Regions from separate parts of the Gossypium hirsutum genome. Here regions 2 and 3 are each linked to region 1. The links are chromatin contacts, called in public Hi-C maps. All regions are on one chromosome and are shown on one strand. Each heading gives the region's core, a stretch centred on a gene start, on an enhancer-like site or on the middle of the called end of the contact. The rest is flanking DNA. Distances are from core to core; before and after follow the strand shown. Region 1 holds the start of LOC107901668 (wings apart-like protein 1). Region 2 holds the start of LOC107901671 (gamma-aminobutyric acid receptor-associated protein-like 1). Region 3 holds the start of LOC107901719.

What was found. A called contact is a pair of places that touch in the nucleus more often than the background predicts.
Region 2: a contact with region 1 is called in a Hi-C map of leaf, with 3 times the contacts expected there. The contact joins the promoter of LOC107901671 here to the promoter of LOC107901668 in region 1. A contact is called at or near these places in 12 of 34 Hi-C or Micro-C datasets (anther, callus, hypocotyl and 2 more).
Region 3: a Hi-C map of leaf shows a contact between it and region 1, with 2.6 times the contacts expected there. The contact joins the promoter of LOC107901719 here to the promoter of LOC107901668 in region 1. A contact is called at or near these places in 2 of 34 Hi-C or Micro-C datasets (both in leaf).

Annotation. Positions count from the first base shown.
Region 1 is chrD06:44,712,792-44,716,966 of Gossypium_hirsutum_v2.1, forward strand. It overlaps LOC107901668 (wings apart-like protein 1), which reads right to left and starts at 2,757. Exons shown (of 12, transcript XM_016827756.2): 1 at 1,997-2,757; 2 at 863-962; 3 at 36-375. The coding sequence starts at 2,526.
Region 2 is chrD06:44,428,561-44,432,822 of Gossypium_hirsutum_v2.1, forward strand. LOC107901671 (gamma-aminobutyric acid receptor-associated protein-like 1) reads right to left here and starts at 2,076. Exons shown (of 6, transcript XM_016827759.2): 1 at 1,916-2,076; 2 at 1,382-1,429; 3 at 1,037-1,092; 4 at 841-893. The coding sequence starts at 1,949.
Region 3 is chrD06:45,146,930-45,150,871 of Gossypium_hirsutum_v2.1, forward strand. LOC107901719 reads right to left here and starts at 2,105. Exons shown (of 3, transcript XM_016827822.2): 1 at 101-2,105. The coding sequence starts at 2,020.

The sequences.
Region 1 (4,175 bases), core at 1,507-4,006:
TAAATACTCATAAGTCTTAGACATCCATTACATACCTTCAATAGAAATTCTAGACAAACAAGCTTTCTCCAACGTCAACAAAGCTATCCATTTTGGGCTTAACTCTGGCCTTCTTACATCACTATCATCCCCGCATCTTGACTTCATTTCCTTGCAACTAACAAGGATCTCCTCAACTTTAGAGATAATAGCAGCAGAGCTTGAATCCAACACCTTAATTGTATCCCGTGAGACATTGGCATCCTTGCGTAATGCCAAAAGCTTAAAGCCCACTTTCTCTGTTTTGTTTTCTTTAGCAGGGGGGATAATTGGCTTTAAAATTTTCATTAGAAATCGAATGCAACAAGGTGACTCCAGGAGCTGGTCATCTTGACCCTGACACAATAAATTCATAAGAACCTTGATGAATATTGCAATCAACATGTTCAAAACATTTGATTCAACTATATGCAAATATTGGTCTAGGGGACCAAAAAGCATAAAAGCTAGGCATATAAGCATGGATCTCTTGACATCTGAATTTCTAAAATAAACAATAAAAATCAACTGAAGATAAAAGGTGAAACCAAACATGGGCAGAACAGATTAACATTCACCTCTAATTGTAACTAGTTATAGTATAGCAGCACATGCAAGACTGCAATAGGAGACACACATTTAGTCATTTACAAAGATTCTTTGTGAAGAACTAATAGAACTAAAAAAGTATTGGTTTTGTCATTGTCAACTTTGACTTTAGTCCTGGATCAACACCTTCTCACAAGACCCCCATGTGTGCATAAAATCCTCAACTATTGAGCAGAAATTATGTATAGATTTATAAATAGACAATAAGTGCAACTTCAAGTGCCGAAAAACGTACATCATTAGTAAACACGTAAAAAAGGGCCACAGCAGCAAGGTTGCTTGGGATGTCATCAAAGTTGAGCCCCAAAATAGCATCAATTATTGTTTTTGCCATCCTGAAAAGAACATGTTCGCGAAGCCAGTGTAAGGACAACAAAGAGCATCACAGTAATTCTTCCTTCCAGAAGACAATAGGATATTCATGCATATGTTTGGTCTAAAAGGAAAACCACTCCATCTTTATCTTCACATTCTTTTAGAGTGAAACAAGCACTGAACCAGTAAATGAAGATTGAATAAGCTGAAAAAAATCAATTGACAACCCCTAAAAAGAGACAATAGACGATTAACAAATTACACGGCTGCAGGAAATGGCACCTATACTTTTTATACCATACATAATGTCTAACCGAGTTGTTGTCATGAGTCAAGTTACTCCAACTCAGCTAACAGTTACTCAAGAATAAAATAAAATTAAGGATGTTATGGTCTTTAATTTATTTTTACCTATTTTAAAAAAACTATCCACTCCTAGAAAATCTACCTATTTAGCTTTTTATTTTTCAAAACAGACAAAGAAAAAACTGACTAAGTAATTGAACCACATTCTAGTAAGGAAATAAAATATAACAGAATGTAACAGTCCTTAATACTACTGGAAACACAATCTAACCACCAAAGGAGTTCTTTAAATTAATACAAAATCAAATTCTATGCATAAACTATCAAAAACATCAATAACTTACACAACCCCAGAAAGGGAATGCAAGACCGCCAACCCTTTACAATTTCTAATAAACTACGTTTTCATCCAAGACCCAAATCTTTGATACATTTATCTTCCTTTAACTCTATCGGAAAGCCAAATATAGTTGAATAGTCTATAGACTCCCAGAAGGGAATTCAAAATTTCAAATATGCGTAACGTCCCTAAAATTACTAATCCATATTATCCCCCAAGTCTAAAACAAAAGGTCAAAAAGAAGCAAAGTGCACCTTAATCTGTTTGAATCAACAAAGTTATTTCATAACCAAATTTAAATTCAAATTTCAAAACTCCACCCTAAATTAACACTACCCAGATGCCAATATCAACAGATTTCAACAAAAGAACCTAAAAACCAAAAACCCATCAAGAATTTCAACATACCCATGAGTTCTCAACAGTCTCCTCTGTTGGGCAGTGGCGCAAATCGAAAGCAGAGACAAGAGACTCGCTCTTCTGATCCTCACTGGCTGGCCTTTCTTTAACCCATCAAGCGCGAAATTAACCTCGTCAACGTGCTCCATCATTTCCCCGAATTCTTGAGCCTCCATCAGACTCGAAGTCGGCGAAATCCACGGCATAGAAGAATACCCTACCTCGTTCTTGCTCTGGTTTTGCTTCTGTTTCTTGGATCTTCTAACAACACCGTTTCTTGGATCTTCGAATTCGAAACTTCTTTGGGTTGGTTTAACGGACGCTTTTATTTTGTTCTTGTAGTCGTCGTCGATGAATTCTTGAGAGGACGGCCATAAGGAAGAGGATTCCTGGGTGGTAGTGAAAGGGAAATCGTAGATGTCCTGAGACGGCAACGTTTCTTGGGACAATGGAGGGGAGTCGGAGACGTCGTCGTTTAGGGAGTCGGAGAATGTCCTGGTTAAACCACGGTTACGGCGACCGTAGGTTCGGACGATCATTGTTTGGAGTCTGGATTTCTTTGTGGTGGCGGCGTTTAACCTGGATATGGCATTGAGAAGTAAGATAAGGGTATTTTGGGCAAAAAAGAAAACAAAAATCGAGATTTTGAAATGAAACGAAGCTCTCCCTTCGTCTTTCTGTCTCTCTCTCTTTCTTGGACGGTGGAGCTGAGAGAAAAAGAAAAGAAAGGTTTTAGGACAAATTAGAAGAGAGAAATCTGGGTCCGGTTGGGATTTTGATTTGGGTCCGGTTTGGTCCTAAAATGAGAGGAAATTACCTAGGGCCGACGCTAATAGGAGTGGATGGGCCGTGACACCAAATATTTTGAATCTCTCTTTAATATTTATATTAAATATAAAAATATTTTATCCCTTTCAAAAATTAATTTAATGAAGTATAAATTAGAAAAATAAACCTTTGAGGGTCAAACAACCTCCCAATAAAAAACAATAAATTTAGCATTTAAAAAAATTGCATCCAATTGAGCTAAAAAGATATTCTTTTATTAACAAAAATTATTAGTAATTGATTTGATTATAATGAAAAATTGACATGTAGTAAAGTATATTAAAAGTGACATGTCATGTAAAATATAAAATATAAAATCTTAGTAAATAATACTAAAAAAGTTCACACTTAAAGAACAATTTAGTATATTTTTAAGTTTTTAGTTTTTAGTTTAATGTAATTTTGATTTTGATTTATTTTACAATTTCTAAGTTTTTTTTCTTGAATATTGTAAAAAAGTTTAATTATTTCTTAGGTTCCTTCGAAAAGTTATTTTTCAGAATATGTGATATATATGAGTGTTGAGTTAATAGTAGGCTAAATTAGGTAATTATGTTGTTTTCTTAATTAAGGTTATAAGTCATTTTTTAAAAAATTTAGAGAAATAAGTCATTTTTGAAAAGAGAAATGAAAAGCGTGCCCAGATGGACGAGTTTTTCCTCAACGGTCATTTGAACGTTGGTCGTGCAACGATAAAAAAGGACAACAGTCATTTTTGTTTACCTATAAATACCCCAAATTTATTTATTTTTCATTCACATCATATTCTCTCAATTTTCTCAAGTTCTTGTTCTAAATTTTTCGATATTCTTGTTCAAAAATATTATTTTTTTAATTATTCTGTATTTTATTTGTTCGAATTAAATTTTCATTAATAACAACCTCTCTAATTCATTTCGACCACAATCACATTTATGTCGCTCAAGCAGTAATGGTAAGACAAAAATTTAATTTTTATTATTTTTGATTAAGTTAAATTTAAATTTTTTATAAATTAAAATAATTTTCAGTCGTTATAAATAAGTAGATGACCATGTTTTGGAGGCGTTCATACATAATTTGTCAACGCCTCCAATCACTGAAATTCATGGTTACTTGCAAGAGGCGGGATTCTTGCATACATCTCATATGTTCGAGGGCTGCAAACTTGACCCTAGACTCATCAGCGCATTGGTGGAAAGATGGAGGCCTCAGACGCACACTTTTCTATCTTCCATGTGGCTAGCGTACAATCACACTAGAGGACATGGCGTTACAACTCGGTCTACCGGTTGATGGACAGATCGTCACGGGAACAACAAATATTTTCTGTAAAAAAGGATATTTGTACAGCATTATTAAGGAAGGTCCCGAACAAGTT
Region 2 (4,262 bases), core at 826-3,325, 280 kb before region 1:
ATTTATGAAGATTGTATGAGACTTGAGGAATCAATGTAGCAATGACTGAATGTCTCTGCTTGCATAAAGAGATTGACAGAAAAAAGGTTTATCTAACAAACATCACCAACATCAATAACATATTTATATTCAGTGGCTGCCCTAAGTAATAGAATATATTTAAACTTCCTGCTCATGCTGGGGCAATATCCAACATGCACGAATATTAATTCAAGAAAATTAGACCAGACAAATACATCACAGTGAAAACATACAAGTTCATGCTCCTAATAAGTTCTTACTATGATACCTTTCCTTCCAGAGGAACCCCATCTCCAAATGGTTAGACCTAGGGCATATAGTCGAGCCAAGTCAAAACTCATGCTATAAAAAGCTTGAGCTCAACTTGAGAAATTTGAGGTTAAAAACTTAGCTCAAGCTCAATTTGAGATAAAGATCAAACTATTTAAGCTCACTAAGTTTGACTTGATTAAGCTCGTTTATCTAGTAAAAATGATTTTGATCCTCATGCTCAACTTCAAGCTCAATTATTTGTGCTCAAGCTTGAGTTAAAATTGAAAAAATTCAAAATTAATTAATATATATATCTTACATTTTTTTTTTTAAAAAAAAAGAGATGGATTACACTTGCAACCTACTAGAATCTAGCATTAGGACATCTAAGTTGGTTTGCTTAAGCTCGACTTGATAATCATGAATGACAAGCCAAACCTAAGTTAGCTTGCAAGAACATGTCTTGTATACACTACTAGTTATATAACCTTTTAAACTAGGAAATATTTATCCATATTAGTTAGAACCCACGCCCACATAAGAATAAGTAGAGAAAGAATAACTGACTTTTTCTTATCAATATCAGGCACATCGCTTTTATCGGCCCTTTCAACAATAACCTACACCAAACAATCAAACACCAATGTTAATTATCTCAAAATTTATATCACACAAATTATTATTAGTGTATTGAAAGTGATAGAAATATAAAATACCAAGTCTAAAGTTGCATTCAAATATATATAAATCAAATATGACATACTGGGATTATGTCTGGATACTTTTCCCTAATGCGTGTAGCTTCAGCTTGCCTCCTTTCTAGCACAAAACAAACAACAAACACTTCAACATTATAAATATAACATGATAAATTGTTCTTTTTTCCAAACCCATTATTATTTGTCTGATTATTATTATCTCTAAATTAGGTGTTCCAAAATTGATTCTATCACTGGGAAATATTGCAACAATTAAAAAAATGGAATGACCGGGAAAAAGAAGAAAAATTTCAAGGGTTAGAGTAAATTAATAGGGGAAAATATTAAAATTGGGGCGTCATAAGATCAACAGCAACAGCATCGAATAAAAAAAGATGATGAAGACGAACCGAGAGGGTGTTCCAACTTAAAGGAGCTCTTGGCCATAGAAACAAAATCTACAAACCAAAAACAAAAAGCAAAAGAAAATTTCAATCGATAAATCGATGAAAACTAATTAATATGATTCGTTAAAAAGGAAAGAGGAAATATAGAGACACGGAGAATGTTACATACCGATCTGAAGGGGGGGAGTGTGGTCTAAGGGATTGAAGAAAACAATAGAAATATCTTTTGATTTATTATTATGAAAGAAATTGTCTGGTTGACTATCAAAATAGAAACTGCACAACCTGCTAATATCTACAAGTCATGTGGTGCTATCACCTATTGAACTCCATTCCAAAACCTTTCATAGATAGACCCACTTTCACCGATAACCCAAATGGATGTATCCGACATTTTACTCAAAGACATTCTTATTCTTAGAAGTTTCTAACGCATTTATTTGAGAATGAAGAGACAATTTCAATAGATTGACCTAGGTCTCCTCTGCAACCAAAGGAAAAAAGGGAAACGTAGAGATGAAAAGGAAAGAAAGTTACCAGCAAGATCGAAGGAGAAGATGATGGTTCCCATTACAGCTTCTTCATTCTCTCTGGGTAAAGGTGAGGGCAAAAATTGAAAATAGGAAAAAGAAATTACTCTACGGGATTGAATAAGAATTCAGTGGTGAAGGAAGAGAATGGCTATTTAGTCTTTTCCTGTAATAGAGCGGGAATGGATTCACGTTGTAATACCATTACAGCCAGCTAAACTAACTTTTGGTGGTGGGCCCACCAAATTGGGTTGAAATCCATTTATAAATTCCCCAACCAAACATGACCTAAGTATGGGTATCACATTTTCATAATTATGGTCACAAATTCCACAAGTAGTATCCATTCCAATTTCTCTTCTTGTCTTTTTTGCATTAGTGAGCAACCATTATTTAAGGGCAAGCTATATAAAAAATCTAACCCTTTGTGGACCTTGAAATTTCTATGGAAGCTGCCAAATTGGTTCTTTCGAATACTATAACCCTTCCTGTAGCTTTTCATACACACTTTTAATGGAAAAAAAACCAAATGTGATACCTCCCCAATATTATTTTATCTGTACCAAAATTAGGTTGGGATGGTGGAACTCCCATAATTTGTTGAATGACCTTCTCTAAAACCTAAATTCGAAAAAAATTCAAATTTCATTCACCATTTTCTGTAACCATATCACTGAGTGTACATTCCATATCAAGATTAGAAATAGGAGATATCTTTTTACACAAAGGCCCAATGTTTAGGACCCAATAATCTCGCCAGCAGTTGATACTTCTACCATCTCCAACAGAACAAAGTAAATTTTCATGGATAAGAAGCCACTTTGGACCCTATACTTTGATTGGAGAACACTAACCCACAGAGCAGAAGAGTTAAACACGATATTGAACCCCAACTTCATTATAAAAGAGGTATTATGATCTCGCAAAAACCTTATACCAAGCCCACCATGCGCTTTAGGTTGGCAAACCAAATCCCAGCTAACCAAGGCCATCTTTTTTGTACATCTAGAATACCCCCAAATAAACTATCTGACCATTTGTTTAATCTCATTACACAAGCCTTTTCGGATCATCATCGATTGCATAAAGTAGCTTAGAATCAAGAGTAAAACCAACTGCGCCAAAGTTACTCTACCGGCTAAAGATGGTTGTCTAGCAACCCTACTAAAAAGTTTGTTTCGCACCTTGTCAACAACAAAACACAAGGTGCTATTTGTAACCTTTTCATGAAAAAGGGGAATTCCTAAATACGAGTCAAGATTCTGCACCACTTGAAACCCAAACAACCTACTTATGCGCCTTCCTAGATCTTCCCTAACCTCTCTAGAAAAGAAAATGCTTGATTTTTGCATGTTAAAACTATGGCCCGAGTATTCACAATATGTATCCAAAACTTCTTTAACGATTCTCGTCTATTTTTTATTCGTATGATCAAAGAGAATCAAATCATCTACAAAAAAGATATGTAAAAGAGGTGGACCTATTCTAGATAAACAGATAGAAGACCATTTACCAGTATCCATGGTTGCACGAATACCATGTCCCAACCACTCCTTGCAGAAAATAAAGAGATAAGGTGATAACGAGCATCCTTGGCGAACTTCTCTTCTTGGCCAAAACTTCTGCGTTGGGATTCCATTTTATAATACTTGTACAATAGAACTAGAAATAGCTGACATAATGAAAGTATGAAGTAAATTAAGAATACATGTAGCCTAGAGGGATGCGTCTGTGAAATCCCATCGAACGCGAAAGTATGCTTTCCCAAGATTGATTTTGATGGCCATCCAACTTCTATTCTTCTACTTACTTCTAATAGAATGTATGACTTCCTAAGCAATAATGACATTATAGTTTATATTCCTCCCTACAACAAAACTGGCTTGTTTGGGGCCAATAAAATTTGGAAACACAACCTTAAATCTATTAGCGATGACTTTCATAACCATTTTGTATAGCACTAAGCAAAGGATGATTGGACAAAAGTGGGAAAAGATTTCTGGATTTTGGACATTGGGAATAAGTACAATAAGAGAATTATTAATATCTGAATTAATGGCTTCTCTAGAGAAGATCCTTTTAACCCAATAGCATACAGATAGACCAACATGCTCCCACTAACTCTAATAAAATAGGGCATGAAAACCGCCACTATCTGAAGCCTTTAAAGGTGTCATATCAAAGAATGTCGTCTTAATTTCTTCATTAGATACCAATTTGCTAAGGAAATAAAGCTCTCTCTGTTCAAGAGATGGAAAGGAACTAGAATGTAAATTGCTTATTCTCCCAGGATGCTCACCATATAATTTCTTATGAAGTTTATCGCCTCTTGTTTCGACTCATCCTTATCTAAA
Region 3 (3,942 bases), core at 855-3,354, 430 kb after region 1:
GATGGTCACTCATCATAATGTTGATCAATTGTTTCCCTTTTGACTAAGAATAATTATACAATAAGCAACAAATTAAATTTCAGTTGCAGAAAGTGCTTACTGGTCCTATATCTGCAATCAACTGTGCACGAAAAGACAGAGCAAGACCCCAATTATATAGGGATCTCACATCATCTCCATCAATTGATAATGCCAGCTGATATTTTTGCCCAGCTCTCACAAGGAGATCTTCACACTCCTCACAAGCACTAACTAAGAGGGAAATAATTTTATCTCTGCATGAAAATTGATCTAGTCTGTTAACTACTCTTCCTTGCGGCCTCTCATGAGTTATGGGATCATTTTTAGTAAGAAGAGTCCTCAACTCACGACTGACATGTAGTTTCAATTCTCCGTGAAGAAGATATGTATTGCCTAACTGGCCTACAGCCAATAGGCTCATGGGCTTCATTGAGATGGCTTGTAAGAGTAATGAGGCAGACGTATTCAAGATGACTTCTACACGCTCTTCATCATGTCTTCCCTTCATACACTCTTTGGCTTCTTTAAGAAGACCACTAGCTTCTGTAAGATACTTGTTGAAGACCATATCATCAACAACCTTTGATGATGATGGTGAAATGACCTCATTCTCAGCTGTAGTTAGGCGATCAGCTAGGTCAGAATCATGTTCATAGTGCTGCCTCTTTCCATATGCCTCATTTTCAATCTTCTCTTGGTTGTTAGAAAACCTGTAAGATCTACTAGATTCATGATGCAGCTGCTCATGTATAAACAAAGCTTCAGTTTCCATATGTTCCAATCTGACACTGAAATCCATGGAATGAAGTAGATTATCATCCGATTTCCATCTTTTCCTCTTATCCGCATGACTTGAGCTGAAAGAAATGTCATGAGTGTTCATATACTGCAATCTTTTGCTCTCGTAATTATATTCTTCACTATTGACAAATCTTGTAGCACTTCCACCTAGAAGATCAGACATTATTTTCTCATTCTCCAAATCAACATCTATTTTCCTATCTCTTTCTCGATTCAAATCAGATTTATTTAAAGAATCTCGAGCAAAGCCTTGATTTGAAACCCATTTGATGTTATTAGGTGAATTAAAAACCATATCTTCAACAGCGGGCAATGAAACATCTCCAAGAGTTTTATTGTTTAAATCAGTATCCACACTCTCTGACTGACTAGTATCTGTTACTTTATTAGGCTTCGAAGCCACCTGTTTTTCACCAAACAAAGCCCCAAGAAAGTGTAACAACTCAAACCTAGCTTCTCCAGCCTCCTTTTTTCTACTTGATGGTTTTTTATTCTCTCTATAAGAGTTCCCAACGTTATCCATAGAAGCTTCAACAATATTTTTAGCATTTGAAGCTGATAACCTCATTGATTCCACTAAATTAGCATAATTCTCCAAATCAGCTACATTAATCCTGTTAGAATCAATAGCTCTTTGTATATTATTCTTCAAATTATTAATTTTAATATCAAACCCATAAAAAAAATCCACTAAACTCCTCAGTTTCTCGCTATAAACTCTCGAAGATTCCTCCTTTGACCTCCTTTTATTTGAACTTAGATCATTGAAACTCCCTCCTTTAACAAACCCAAATGAAAACCCAACACCGAAAACCAAAATAGAAGCCAAAATTAATATAATTGCAGAAACTCTAACCCTAGAAATCACCAAGGCACAAACAAGCCCCGACAAAAACATAAATACATGCTTCTTATCATCGATTCTGATAGAAACAAGGAAATCACGCAACCGAATCGACTCACCAGAGTTAGAAGACCAAGTACCGGGTTCAAAATCGTCCCACCCGCCATAACTCGAGGGTTCAGCTGATAAAAAAGCCTTGGCGGAAGAGACATTGAGGCTTCCAGGGATTTGGAAGCATTTTGTACGGGAGAAGTGACGAAACCCTATCCTTTCTCGTGAAGGGAAAATGGAAGGTGAAATTCGAGTGTTTGAGATTTTGAATTTGAATGGGGTTTTAAAAATTAAGGTTTCCATTAGAGGGAGAGAGGAAATGATAGTCTGGAACAGTTTTAGTAGTCATCAATTATCAAGGTTGGAGTAGTGACTTCGGGCCATCGGCAGGATTTTGAACTAAAAGGCTATTTTCGTAATAAAAAATAGAGTTTTTGAATAATTTGGTAATTTACAATAGTTAAAATGGAATGGGCCTGGGTCCTAACTATATAGGTCCAAGTGTTGGTATCCAAGGTCCAATAAGCTTGGTCCCTTCGAGTTCAGCTTAGATAAAATAATTTATAAATTGACTTCACAAGCTCTATGTTTATCTTGTATTTTTATTTTATGTTGGGAATAATTTCAATACCATCACTTCCTTAAATAATTTTACATTCCAAAATCTTAAATTTCATCTTTTTTATATAAATATTTTAGCCCATCTACTATACATAAATTCTTAGTTTAGTACCTCGAGAATTTTTATCACTTTGGCCTGTGTATTTTCCTTCTATTTACCTCATTACCCCATCTACATTTTCTCTTAAAAAATCCCCTAAGCCAATCACACGCTGCCAAATTAAAAAAATTAAAATTCTTAAAAATTCAAAAAATATATAATAAAAAGTCCTAAAAACTTGCAAAAATTCCTATAAAATACTATAAAACTTCATAAATTCTAAAATTTTCTTTAAAATACCTAAAACTTTGAGATTTTAAAAAAATATATTTTTTAAAATTAAAAATGTATAAAATTATTGAAAATGTATTTTAGAATGAACCTAGCCACACCCATCAAAATTTAAAAGAAAATTTGAAATTTTATTTTGAAAGTTAAAAAAAAAAAAGACAATTCAAGTATCTTTTTTTACGGGCTTATCATCATTGGACATATGGATTCCACACAAACTATATACAACGTATAAAACGACCCCAAAAAATTAACAACTACTTGAAAGGGTTAAATAATTGATATATTTTTGGAGGGAGTACGGTGGTGCATGTCTTCAAATGAGAATGTTGTACAACCCAGCTGTACACTTCGTATTTTTGGTGTAGTGGACTAAATGTCACCTTACTGGAGCAGTGGGACTGTTAAGAATACTAATTAACATGGTTATATTTTGTTGCTTTGTGTTAACTCATATCATTATCAGGAACATTAGTTGATTTCTTTATTGTATCACAATGTCTAAACATGAAAGGAAAGCAAGTATAAGAGAGCTTTATGGTATTTTTCTCAACCTGAGCGCTTTGGTTCACTTTTTGAATGTTGTTTGTATCTTGAGTTATCCTAATGCTTCTCAAATTCTACCATGTCTAGTTGTTACCTATCCATGTTTACTACAAAGTGGAGTCACTAATATAGAAGATAATGTAGCACCCCATGTTCACCTCGACAATCGGTTCGGATGGAAGATGCCACCGGAGCATGTACAAGCAAGAATTCTTAAAAGTATTTAGGAGATGAAATTTAAATTTTTTTTTTATAAAATCACTAAACCAAAATTTAGGCAATTAAAAGGCTTTAGAAACAATTTAAAATCATTTTGAAGGTGTTTAGGACCCAAAACAGATCCTAGAAAGTCGAAATGACCCAAAATAGTGCAACGGGCAAACTGGAACAATGGTACAGGTACCTTTGCAGAAGTACAATTACTTCATGGGAGAAGTACAGGTACCTCTGGAGAAGTATAAATACTTATTGGGAGAAGTACAGGTACCTCTTGAGAAGTACTGGTGCAAGTCTCTAAAAGTGTAGAAATTTGTAACATGTTTTACTTGTTGCGATATCACAGGGGCCAAGTATTTATATCAAGGCCCCTAGAGCCAAAAAAAATGACTTAAAACTTACTTATTTCCATACTTGAAAGCTTAGTACAAAAACTTGGACATTGATAACTCAAAAATAAATTTTAAAACACCATAAACATCCATCGATACACCTCTAAACATAAAAATAA